2 separate regions of the Danio rerio genome follow, and region 1 is linked to region 2. Evidence: chromatin contacts called from public Hi-C data. All regions are on one chromosome and are shown on one strand. The core of a region is the stretch at or near the end of the contact, and the rest is flanking DNA. Distances in the headings are between cores, read along the strand shown. Region 1 holds the start of cs (citrate synthase). Region 2 holds the start of si:ch211-210c8.6.

Region 1 (5,831 bases), core at 3,269-5,768, 160 kb before region 2:
GATTGAGCGGGATTACGCAGCGAATCATTGCGGCTTCCTGAACATGAGCCAATAATTCCTACTCCACAAGCCTCCTGATCATCATGTGGGTCAGTGACACCAGACACCCGTCACTCTGGCCTACAGCTAAAGATTTCACTCCAGCCAGAAATAAAGTGCGGCCTGATGTCTTGCATAACATACAGTAGCCGTGTGACCAGACAAACAATCCAATCGGGTTTAGAGCTCAATTAAGGGGCGGTCTTTATTGTTGCTGAGAAGTAACTGCTAGTCTCTGACCTTCCTCCAAGTCTACGGTGGTGTAATCTGTGGGAAAGGTGAGGCTAGCAGCAGCTGATTGACCTGGTGTGAGTGCATCAGAGCATGATTACATAAACCTCTGTACTGTAATAACTGAATACTTCCAGACATGCCAAAATCTATGCATTTCACATAATCATCACAGAGGTGAATGCATACATTTTAATGTACTTCAAATTGAATACTTAGACTTGCATCATTTCTTTGAAATAGTTTGTGGATTTTTACAGCATTTTACTAAATTTGTAGCAAGTTCTCTGTACAATGGACATGGCTTGAGCTCTAAATATGTTTAAATATGTTCAGGACCGGAACACACCAAGTTGACGGCAAGCATCTAGCACCAACAAAACGCAAAAGTTTTCTCGTTACGCAAAGGAAAATGAACTTCTGACATGCAGAGACAATGCGTAAACAAAGCAGTTTTTTGTGTAATTATCACAGTAATTGTCACTCTCTTCACCCTAAACAGATTCTATACACTGAATTGAGCCAATGAGCTTCGACATTAACCCGACAAGAAGAGATGTGTGGAACACACCAAACCAACTAGCCTGACCAACAGACCGACGAAGCGCGACGGCCAACCATTGGCTTGGTGTTTCCAATCACATATATGTCTGTTGAGCATGTAAAAAACAGCCAATTAGCAGTGTTTAGAAACCTGTTCAACAGAGCACAAATGTTAGTGGGAAATGGACTTTATTGGAAAGTATTTATGATTGGTACCGAAGTCAACACTTTTGAAATCCGTACTAGGCACTGGTACAATTTTAATAATATCTATTTGGCATCATAAAAATCCAAATGATTCTCAACCCTATTAAAAGCAGGTGTAAATGAAGCCTAGGTCTGTGTGATTCTCTGGAAAATGAATATGGCTTAGGTAGGGCTGTGCAATATGACAATACAAAGCAATTTAAAAAGAACATTACAACTTTCGGGTTGATGTCTCTAGAGTGGCTAAAGGGGATTGTACTGAACATCTATTAACTTGTTTTCTATTGAAAAAAAACTTTGCTAAGTACTCTTCACTTGACTAATTACCCAAGGTTACATTATGTTTCTTTAATTAAATAAAGATTTGTGGTATTGTTTTTGAATCACCCTGTGTATATTTTAAGGATAAAATAAAAAGGCTACCGTTTCATATTACGCTCTATCATTTATTTTGTGGGGTCACAAATTAAATTGTTTACGGTAAAGCTTTTTCATAATTTATACGAGCGCAATATTACACATCATTATGGGAAAGCAGACAAAAAAATATAAAGTATATAACAGCATCGTGAGAAAATCGAAATATTGAAAATACAAGTTAACACTTTAATAATAATAATAATACATTTTATTTGTAAATGGAGCCTTTCTGGACACCCAAGGCCACCTTACAACAAGGATCAACAGCCATACCAGGACAAATTAAAACAATGACTTAAAAATTGCCAAATAAATTTTAAATACATGTAAGGAGTTGCAAGTACAAACACATTGCGAGTATAAAATAACATGATAAAACATGAGAAAAAAATCCTTAGGTCCAAGGGAAGTGAGTTCCATAGTCGAGAAGCTGCGGAGCTAAAGGTTTTGGCTCCTATTGTGCTTAATCAAGTGTGGGATATTAATTATATTAATATTTCTACATTTTCAAACGTTTGCCTTTTAGTTGTAAATAAGATGAGAAACATTATCATGTCAAATCGTATCATTTACCCCAACAAAATAATCAGCTTTTAAGTTTTACTGTCCATCCTGAAAAAGCTACTACATGTCAATCTACTTGGAGAACCGCCCATGCTACAGTATGAAACATTGACCTTGAAAACAGCAGTAAGATAATTACAGACACCATCACAACTAAGACGCACACACAGGCTACTAGTCAGCTAGGAAACCTAACGCCAACTATGATGACCTTTGACTTATTTCTGCTGCATCCTAATCCACGTAACAAGCCTACATGCAGAACAGACACAAGAGTCGGCAGGTTAGCAGAGGCTCCTGAAAATACGATATGGAGGAATTACTGCAGACAAAGTTGCATTACTGCAGACTGCAGACAAAGACTTTCTGTGAGCTTTTCCTTTAGGAAAAGAAAGTGTATGATTGTCAGGCAATGCTCTAATGGTTTCCAAAGCTTGTCCCTGCGTTGTTTAAAGGAAAACATCATTTTTTTCGCAGATGACAGGTGGACAGCTGTGTCAGACTGGTCAGACGTGTTGGGTGAGGCCGTCCGCCATTTGAATGCTTTATCGGAAACGAATCTTTAAAAACACTACATGTAAAAATCTATTCATATATTCAAGAAAAAAAATCTATGCAGCATCCTTTAAGTTTATTTACTTTAAACCCTTACAAAGCAGACTACTAGATGTGAACCAAAAAAAAGTAACATTAGGATTTATGGTACAAAAATCTGACTCTGCCATCATATGGACAGATAATCAGCGGATTACATAAGTCTAAAAAAGGCAGAAAACTCTATGGTGTGCAAAGGTCATCTAGGGGTGTGAACGGAGCATTAACCCAAGAGCACAGTAACCTATATTACTGTAGTCATTCAGACAGAGTGGCGTGGGGTTTATCTCTACAGCAAAAACTATGATGACTGTATAAGTGTTATGAGAGGACAACGGAGACAGTATATGATTAAAGTACAGGTTTATATGGTTGATAAGTGCCCTTTGACACTACTTGCACTCATTTGTGCTCATCATAACGTACAAGTCAGATGTTCAACATCATCAGCAGTCACACAAGTTGCTGAAGGCGTTTATAAAGCAAACTTGTATAGCTCGTAGCCACAGAAATCACTAAATGTTAAAGATTACAATCCCAGCAAGCTTTTTTTTTGTTTTTGAAAGATGTCTAATAGATGTCTAAACATAGTCGACTTGGCTAAAACAAGTCTAAATTAGGTCTAAGTATAGGTCAAAATTAGACTAGTCATCAAATAAACAGAAATGAATGACTACACAAAGTCTGTCTAATCTGTCTATTTGACAACTAGTCTAGTTTTGGGCTATTCTTAGATCTCTATTAGATTTTCACTGAAAGCCCAAGTTTAGCCTCGTCTTAGCCAAGCTGTCTACAATTAGATGTCTTAGACATCTATTAAATGCAAAACTGTTTGCTGGGATGTCACTAAAAAATAAAAACCTTTCACAATTTAGGAAAACATTTTCATGTTACGAAACCATTTCCGAAACTTCAAATGAGGTTTTACTATTGAGGAGTGTTTTTGCAATGCAAAAGTAAGGATTAGATTACAGATTCATTGAAAACACAGGATTACACTTATTGCTAAAATACAGCACAATGGTGTATTTGCAATGACCTAGCACATCCAAAAACTACTAAAGCTTGAAAATTATTAATAGATCCTATTCTGAAGGTCAAATCAGACACAGAGACCAACAAAAGGTCTGACTTGTCAGTTTAAACTGGTCCAGATGTCAAACTGACCGGTCAAATTTATTTACATTATCACAACTGAAAAACTGGTTAAAATTAGTTAGTGCCATGTGAAAGGACGCCAACCATGCAGCTGGACTTCAGATAGGAGTCGTATGAATATCAGACACCCAATATCTACATTTTTACAGTTCTTTGTCATGTATGCACCTCCATAGAGCTCAATTACGTTACACCATTCTCAAAGTAAAACGTAACATTATTCTTAAAGTGTCTCCAGATTTACCCAGTTTACTATACATATAGCATGTCTACAGTGGGTTTCATGAGGTTAAAAACAAAATGTAAATGTTTGGCATAGAAATTGAGCGACTATGAGGTTTATACATGCTGCCCATGTCTGGTTAGCAGATGTTTTAAAACACATTCGCCGACTTTATCATATACATAAAGAGTTATATAGACACAAATGCATGAACACACCGTTTTACACGTAAATAACCGAACGAATACGTTACATACGGTTTAATAATATCGAGCGTACCACACTGAGAGTCAGTTACTAAGGTAATCTATGCTACGCTAGGCTAACCGGGAAACGTTAGCAGTCAGTGTTTTTTAGACTCAAGTTAAAATAAAACTTTCCTACCTTTGAACTGAGGAGCCTTGGGGCTAGTCTGCTGATAGAGAGGAAGGACATTGTTCTTGTATATGTGTATAAATTTTACAAGTGGTTATTTATCGACCCCTGCTTGAAGGTGCCCCTCTCGCTACCGTGCTCGCAGTGAAGGTTGAAAAAGGGACTCGGGCCCTGTTGTAGGCGCGGTTTGGGTAAGATAGGGCCTGGTGAGGATGGAACGCGATCGCGTGATGTGATTGGTTGAAAACTAGAAAAAATAACGTGATTGGTTGAGACTCTCATCGCTTTTTGATTTGATTGGCTCACGAATGGAACGTAGCTTAATTATTCATAAGTACATGGTGGATTGTAGGTTTTTTAACTGCCTGTCTAGAAATAGAATGACAGATATGCTCATGCAGTCACGTGTTTTTTTTATTAAGTATTTTGGTTAACTTTGTAAGTGTAAGATCACGTTAAATCGTTTTAAAAATACCGAATATGTCGACACATCATAAATGTGAGACTTTAAAATGATCAACCTTCAATATATTACTGAATTCCCCTCAATATCAGATTTGTGCTCCATCCTAAAAAGATCCGAGACTGCCATGTACACAAAGATTTCATACTTTTATTGGGAAAAGGGTCGTTATATACAAATATATAGTTACAGAGGCTCAAGGACGTTCGTTTGAGACTTCATGCTGCCTGTAACATTGTCATGGCTCCAGTAGGAAGGATTTTTCCTTGGACCTACAGCACAACAGAACATTCTGGGGTTTGTTTAACTTGCATCACAATGTCAACACACAGAACTTACAAGGTTTCTACATATACATTTCAGCAACACATGAAGGTCATAAAATATAAGTTCAATAATGACATAAAAATTCCACCAGTGAATGGGGAAAAGCTGAAGGCAGGAGGAACAACCCATATCTCGTGTTTGATCAGTTTTAAACTATTTGTAATAGTTTTATTGCCATTTTCTCTGATGTTTTCTTATAATCATTCTTATATTCAGTTTTCTGATGTTTAAAAATGAGCTGGTGAACTTCTGGGTTAAACCGGCATATATATTTTACACTAATGCTCAAAAGTTTGGTGTCAGTAAGATTTTTGGTAACACTTCAGTTTAATTAGCAATTCCACTATTGACAACTGGCTTATTATCTGCCTAATATTAAGATATTGGCTGTTTATTGGTATTAATAAAGTGTGCTCTTGTTCTACATCCCTAATCCTACCAAATATGTACTGTCTGGAGCCAGCACCTAAGCTTTTCACTCATCATAGCACACGTGCTGCTGATGATGTGACAGTAAATGTGATTTGATTTGATATCTAAACCCAACTACTACCTTACTATTAATAAGCATTAAATTAAGTTAATTGATTTAAAATTCACATGTAATAGTTTGTTAATAAAGAGAATTGTACCTTAAAATAAAGTTGACCAGATTTTTTGTTTGTTTGTTTGGTTTGGTTTTTAAAG
Region 2 (5,930 bases), core at 2,370-4,869:
AGAATGGCCAGACTGGTTCAAGCTGATAGAAAGGCAACAATAACTCAAGCGCTTATTTATTATATCAAAAACAGATTAGACAGACTTTACACATGTAGTCATTCATTAATTTGTGTTTTGATGACTAATCTAGTTTTGGAGCTTTTCTTGGACATCTATTGGATTTTCACTGACAGCCCAAATTTTGATTTTGATTGGTTTCAGCTATGTTTAGATGTCTATTAAACACAAAACTGCTTAGTGGGATATTGCACAATGAAGAGCAAATGTCCAACTTATTCTATTTCAATATTCCTTTCTATTCTGAATCATATTCTGTACCGTTGTATTATATGCAATCAATATATTAAATATTCATTAGATTTTCACTGACAGCGCAAATTAAGCCTTGTTTAACCAAGACATCTATGTTTAGACATCTATAAGTAGAAGACAATAAAGAAATAGAATAAGTAAATTGTATACTTGATTGTTATGTGATAAAACAAAATAGAATATCTGTGTATAATTAATAGAATACTGAAACAGAATAATAAAACCATATGGAATGAAATAGAATATTGAATAAAAAAAAATTGGAAATTTTGATTTTTACTGTTTTATAAAATAACAATAATATACAGTTGAAATCAGAATTATTAGCCCCCGTTTATTTTTCCCCCTATTTCTGTTAAATGGAGAAATTTTTTCAACACATTTCTAAACAAAATACTTTTAATAACTCATCTCTAATAACAGATTTATTTTATCTTTGCCATTCATTCATTTTCTTGTCGGCTTGGTCCCTTTATTAATCTGGGGTTGCCACAGCGGAATGAACCGCCAACTTATCCAGCAAGTTTTTACGCAGCGGATGCCCTTCCCATCTCTGGGAAATTATCTTTGCCATGATGACGGTAAATAATATTTTACTAGATATTTTATGACACTTCTATACAGCTTAAAGTGACATTTAAAGGCTTAATTAGGTTAAATAGGCAGGTTAGGGTAATTAGGCAAGTTTTTGTATAACGATGGTTTGTTCTGTAGACTATCGAAAAAAAAAATAGCTTAAAGGGGCTAATCATTTTGACATTAAAATTCAAATTTGCCTTTATTCTAGCTGTTATACAACAAATAAGACTTTCCCCAGAAGAAAAATTATTATCAGACATACTGTAAAAATTTCCTTGCACTGTTAAACATAATTTGGGAAATATAAAAAATATAAATAGAATTCAAAGGGGGCTAATAATTCTGACTTCAGCTGTATATTGTTTAATAAGTTAACAACAATTTGTATAGCAGAGTATTATCATTTGAATAGATTGAGAACAGTACCAAAAAATTTTTTATTCCATATGTAGGGTATGTGCACTGTAAAAAATGATGGGTTCCACACAGTTCCTTAATCTTGTCTAAACTCAAATCTACCAAATTAACTTTACAATTAATTTACAATTTTAAGTTGATTGAACATGAAACAATTAAGTTGTCCCTAAAAAACCTCAAAAACTTTTTTGAGCTCAATTTAAATAAGTAGCTTGAACAAGCAGCAAAAATATTTCTTTGAGTGTGATTACTAGAATAGACTATTGGATGTTTGACCTTTGTGATACTGAATAGAACTGTATAAAATGCATATAAATTGCCAGTAAGCAAAAGGAAAGTGAGTGAGAATAAGTCAAAAACAAATGAATTCTTATGTATGCATAATGCATGTATTCTTAATTCCTAATAGTCTTTTGTTGTGGTACTGTTTTGATCTCATGCATAGGGTCTGGCTTGCTGCAGTAATCAATTAACAGTAACTATACAAATAATCAATAGCAGTAGTTGAAATACCTTGCATGGTCCAGTAAACAAAGAATGTCCCAGGGCTGTCTCTGACATTGTTAAACCTCCGGTCTTGTCCTTCCTTTAGGATTCTAAGAAAGAGAAATGTCCCGAGCCTGCAGCAGCACAAGGCCCAATCTGTTACTTATTGACTTATTAACCAGACCTTAATGGATACATTAATACAACATGAAGCTGGACTGACTTCACTTTTATTAATGCTGTTTAAAGCAGCAAGACGCCAATAAACAGTCCTGTCTTTTACATTACTAATCACTCTTTCTCTCTCTATCTATCTATCTATCTATCTATCTATCTATCTATCTATCTATCTATCTATCTATCTATCTATCTATCTATCTATCTATCTATCTATCTATCTATCTATCTATCTATCTATCTATCTATCTATCTCTTACCTCAATCCCCATGCAGTGACAAGTCCAGTTTGTACATTCTGTCTAAGGTGTCCACTTCCGCCCCATACACGACTGAGGTGAGCCAGCAATATGAAGGTACCAGATCCTATACACAACAACAAAATTATGTAGTACTTAATATGATAAGGCGTTCAATATCCTTCCAGATATGGGCAGAGCAGCCAGTCACCTGTGTCCGTCCATTTTAAAAGTGAGGCGTGTTCACTGAATATTTTACCAATGAACCAAGAGACAATTGGTAGCAAAGTTCAAGGATTCTCAAGAGCACATTTCTCAGAGAGAAAGAGAGCGAGTGTGTAGAAGTTAGGATTTACTCAAGGGAGCTGAGTTTGAGAGACTGAAATGATTGGATAATATTTGTGCTTCATTGAAGAGAAATGCAAATTGGATGCTGAGGGGTGAGTAATTTGGGTCTTGTTTAACTTAAATGTGGGAGATAGGAATTTGCATTACACTTGTCATGATACATTTATGTTCATAATATATGAACATGCTAGGCATAACATACTAACCAAAATAACTGTAAAAATGTTTCCTATTTGCTGTATTAAGATATCTATGTAACGTATACCATAATATACAGAATTATGTATTTTAAAAAGGATATTTGAGTTGGTTTAAATTGTTTATCTGATGAAATATTAGATATTTGATGTCTGAGCATATGTTTAGACGGAAAAGAGATATTATTCCTAATTTTGCTCGTAGTGATTTATATAAAACATCAGTCTTTACTCATTCAGTCATTACTAGGTAACAGTCTTTCGTTTTTCCCCTACACCTCCCGCCTCTAGCTGTGTGATTGACAGTGCCTTTTCTAAAGATTGGCCAATCACACGGCGGCTAGGGCTCAGAGGACATGATCTGATTGGCTTGTTAAACGATGGGCGGGAAAACTCGTGCAGTTCGTTAAGCTGTGTTGTGGGCGTATTTATGGTTGTTTCACAACACGTTAATGTAGTTTAGATAACCGCCGTCTCGTAATACTTTTTGATAACAACTAAATTTTTTCTGATTTAATTACAATACAACCGTTCTGTGGGTGGCTAGGCGACAAAAACACAACGCTTATTAACCTTAAAGCGAAAAACCATAGGGTTATGTATACGCTAATGCATAAATAGATAACGTAAAGCTGACGAACGCAAGGAAGGTAATATTAATATATCATTATCCTATGATGACTGCGCCTTTTGGATTAATCATTTACCTGCCAAGTCGTAAAACTTCTCCGTTTTGAAAGAGCAGGCAAGTGCCCACCCGACCCACTGAATGGCCAGGTCTGTGGCTGCACACTTCGCCAACGTGCTTCCCATGATCATTTCCGGAAGGTCCTGAAGCAGCAGTGTCACAAACTTGAGTTCAATCATACAAACTTCTGCTAGAATATATGAGGAAACGACAGCAGAGCAAAGTTCATAACACTCAGTTTTGAGGAGGAGTGGCCAGTGGATTAACTGGGGCTTATGGGAGTTGTAGTTTGTAAATATTTGTAATATATATTTTGTGTTTGTAAGTGCTAATTGAATAGAAAATCTATTTTAAACAATAGATGGAAAAATGTACACTTATATGATACATAATAGAATAACAAGTTTGATATGCATGTGTTTTGCATATGTAATTTCTTATTTGTATAGTGTACTTTACCATACAGGCCTTTTCAAAGCAACTTCATGACTTAAAAAGAGTAAAAATGGTGCAGATTCTTATGTTTTGAAAACAAATATAAAAAACATAATTAAACAAAATTATTATGCAATATAATATTAGATGACTCTAGCTGCATGACAACCATACAGTACAAGGGGTTGGGAAAATGTATAATATAATATGTATTTATTCATTTTCTTTTCGGCTTAGTACCTTTAATATAACATAATATAATATAATATAATATATAATGGTAAAGTGAATTATCCAAATTGTGAATTAGCCGAATGGTCAGTGAGTGAGTGATTATTCATACTAAACTATGCTGTTGAATGCTTGATTCTGCGTGCAATTATTTTCAGGGAAATAAACAGCTAAAGTAGTGCAAGGCAGGTTTTGACTGCATTAGAGATACACATTACTACACTGATTGATTCATAATTATTTTACAGCCTACAAAAGTCAAAATAAAAGGCTCTAAATGAGAAGCATAAGAAACTAGTACCCCACACAGGAGCGTGAGTAGTAACTTTTTCATCATGGCCACCTATAATGTGTAGTAATTTCTAATAATTCAGTGTTCGTCTTTAGTTACTTCTTACATAATATTCAGTTACAGCAATAATGCTGATGACGTTTTTTTTCAAATTTAAAATACAAATAATGTCATTTACTGCATCAAATAACAAAACAAAACAGTAAATTTATATTTACAAAAATAAACAATGATAAAGATTATAATATGAATTTTTAGACAACACAATACCAATGTTCAAGCCTTCAAATATGTATTGATAATAATAATCCTGATTTTCAGACATAATCAATGAAAATATTTGTTATTCTGACAAAATTACCATGTTTTTTAATTTGATATTTGGGAGAAATATTTTCAGACCTTCCTAGAAAAAAATAAATGAATATAACATGTTAAGTTTTCCAGTGGTCTCTAGATTCTTTTCCCCATAGCTGTAATATAATATAATACAATATACTACCTGATATAAAAGTCTTGTCATCGATCCCAGTTTTAAGAGCAACAAATAATAACTTGACTTCTAGTTGATCATTTGAAAAAGTGAAATACAGTAGATTTTTCTGATGAGTCATCTGATGAACTACATCTCAATCAACACAAATACTGCAGAAGACCTATTGGAACCCGCATGGATCCAAGATTCTCACAAAAATCAGTCAAGTTTGGTGAAGGAAAAATCATGGTTTAGGGTTACATTCAGTATGGGGCGCTGAAATTCTTCAGCAGGATAGCGCAACTTCTCATTCTTCAGCCTCCACATCAAAGTTCCAGAAAGCAAAGAAGGTCAAGGTGCTCCAGGATTGGCCAGCCCAGTCACCAAACATGAACATTTTTGAGCATGTCTGCAGTAAGATGGAGGAGGCATTGAAGAAGAATCCAAAGAATATTGATAATCTCCTGCAAGAGCAAATCAAGGCATTATCTTATTTCATTTCGGTAAAATAAGCATAATCTAGAGGCCTTTCAGCCACTTCTGATACCAAATGATCAACTAGAAGTCAAGTTATTATTTGGTACTTTTACCACTGGGATCAACGACAAGACTTTCATCAGGAGTGTATAGAAAGCATTATCAATAAGTAGGCCCTTGCATCAAATAGGGAATTGCAATAAATTGTGACTAAAGAGCCGCCACAATGTTTAAGTTATGACCTGAAAAGATAAGAGGTTTATGACTGTAGAGAAGAAGAAGCCAAGAAAGGTGTGTATGGGCTCAGACAGAATACAGACAAGGTAAAGTGTCCAAGTCAACAGTCTTTTGCTCTAAAAAGTTCCTATTCTTCTCTAAGGCTCGACCGTATGATTTAAAGGGCTATCGTTATTCAAGGACAGCGCAAGTGAAGAACATGGCAGAGAGCAAGGCCAGCATCAGCTCGAAAGGAGGTGCCAACGTGCTCGCTAAACGAGTGCAGAAACAGTTCAACAGAGCACAGGAGAAGGTACAGCACTTGAATCATAAAACACCAATGTGATTTGCAATTAAA

The links. A called contact is a pair of places that touch in the nucleus more often than the background predicts.
Region 1: a Hi-C map of hematopoietic stem cells shows a contact between it and region 2, with 4 times the contacts expected there. The contact joins the promoter of cs here to the promoter of si:ch211-210c8.6 in region 2. A contact is called at or near these places in 6 of 18 Hi-C or Micro-C datasets (caudal fin, embryo, hematopoietic stem cells and 2 more) and 1 of 4 datasets of contacts at active chromatin or transcription factors (caudal fin).

The regions. Positions count from the first base shown.
Region 1 is chr23:36,865,443-36,871,273 of GRCz12tu, reverse strand. It overlaps cs (citrate synthase), which reads right to left and starts at 4,518. Exons shown (of 11, transcript NM_199598.1): 1 at 4,364-4,518. The coding sequence starts at 4,414.
Region 2 is chr23:36,708,784-36,714,713 of GRCz12tu, reverse strand. It overlaps si:ch211-210c8.6, which reads right to left and starts at 3,619. Exons shown (of 5, transcript XM_021470018.3): 1 at 3,466-3,619; 2 at 2,235-2,340; 3 at 1,825-1,931. The coding sequence starts at 3,577. It overlaps bin2a (bridging integrator 2a), which reads left to right and starts at 2,564. Exons shown (of 14, transcript NM_001007421.1): 1 at 2,564-2,653; 2 at 5,736-5,885. The coding sequence starts at 5,793.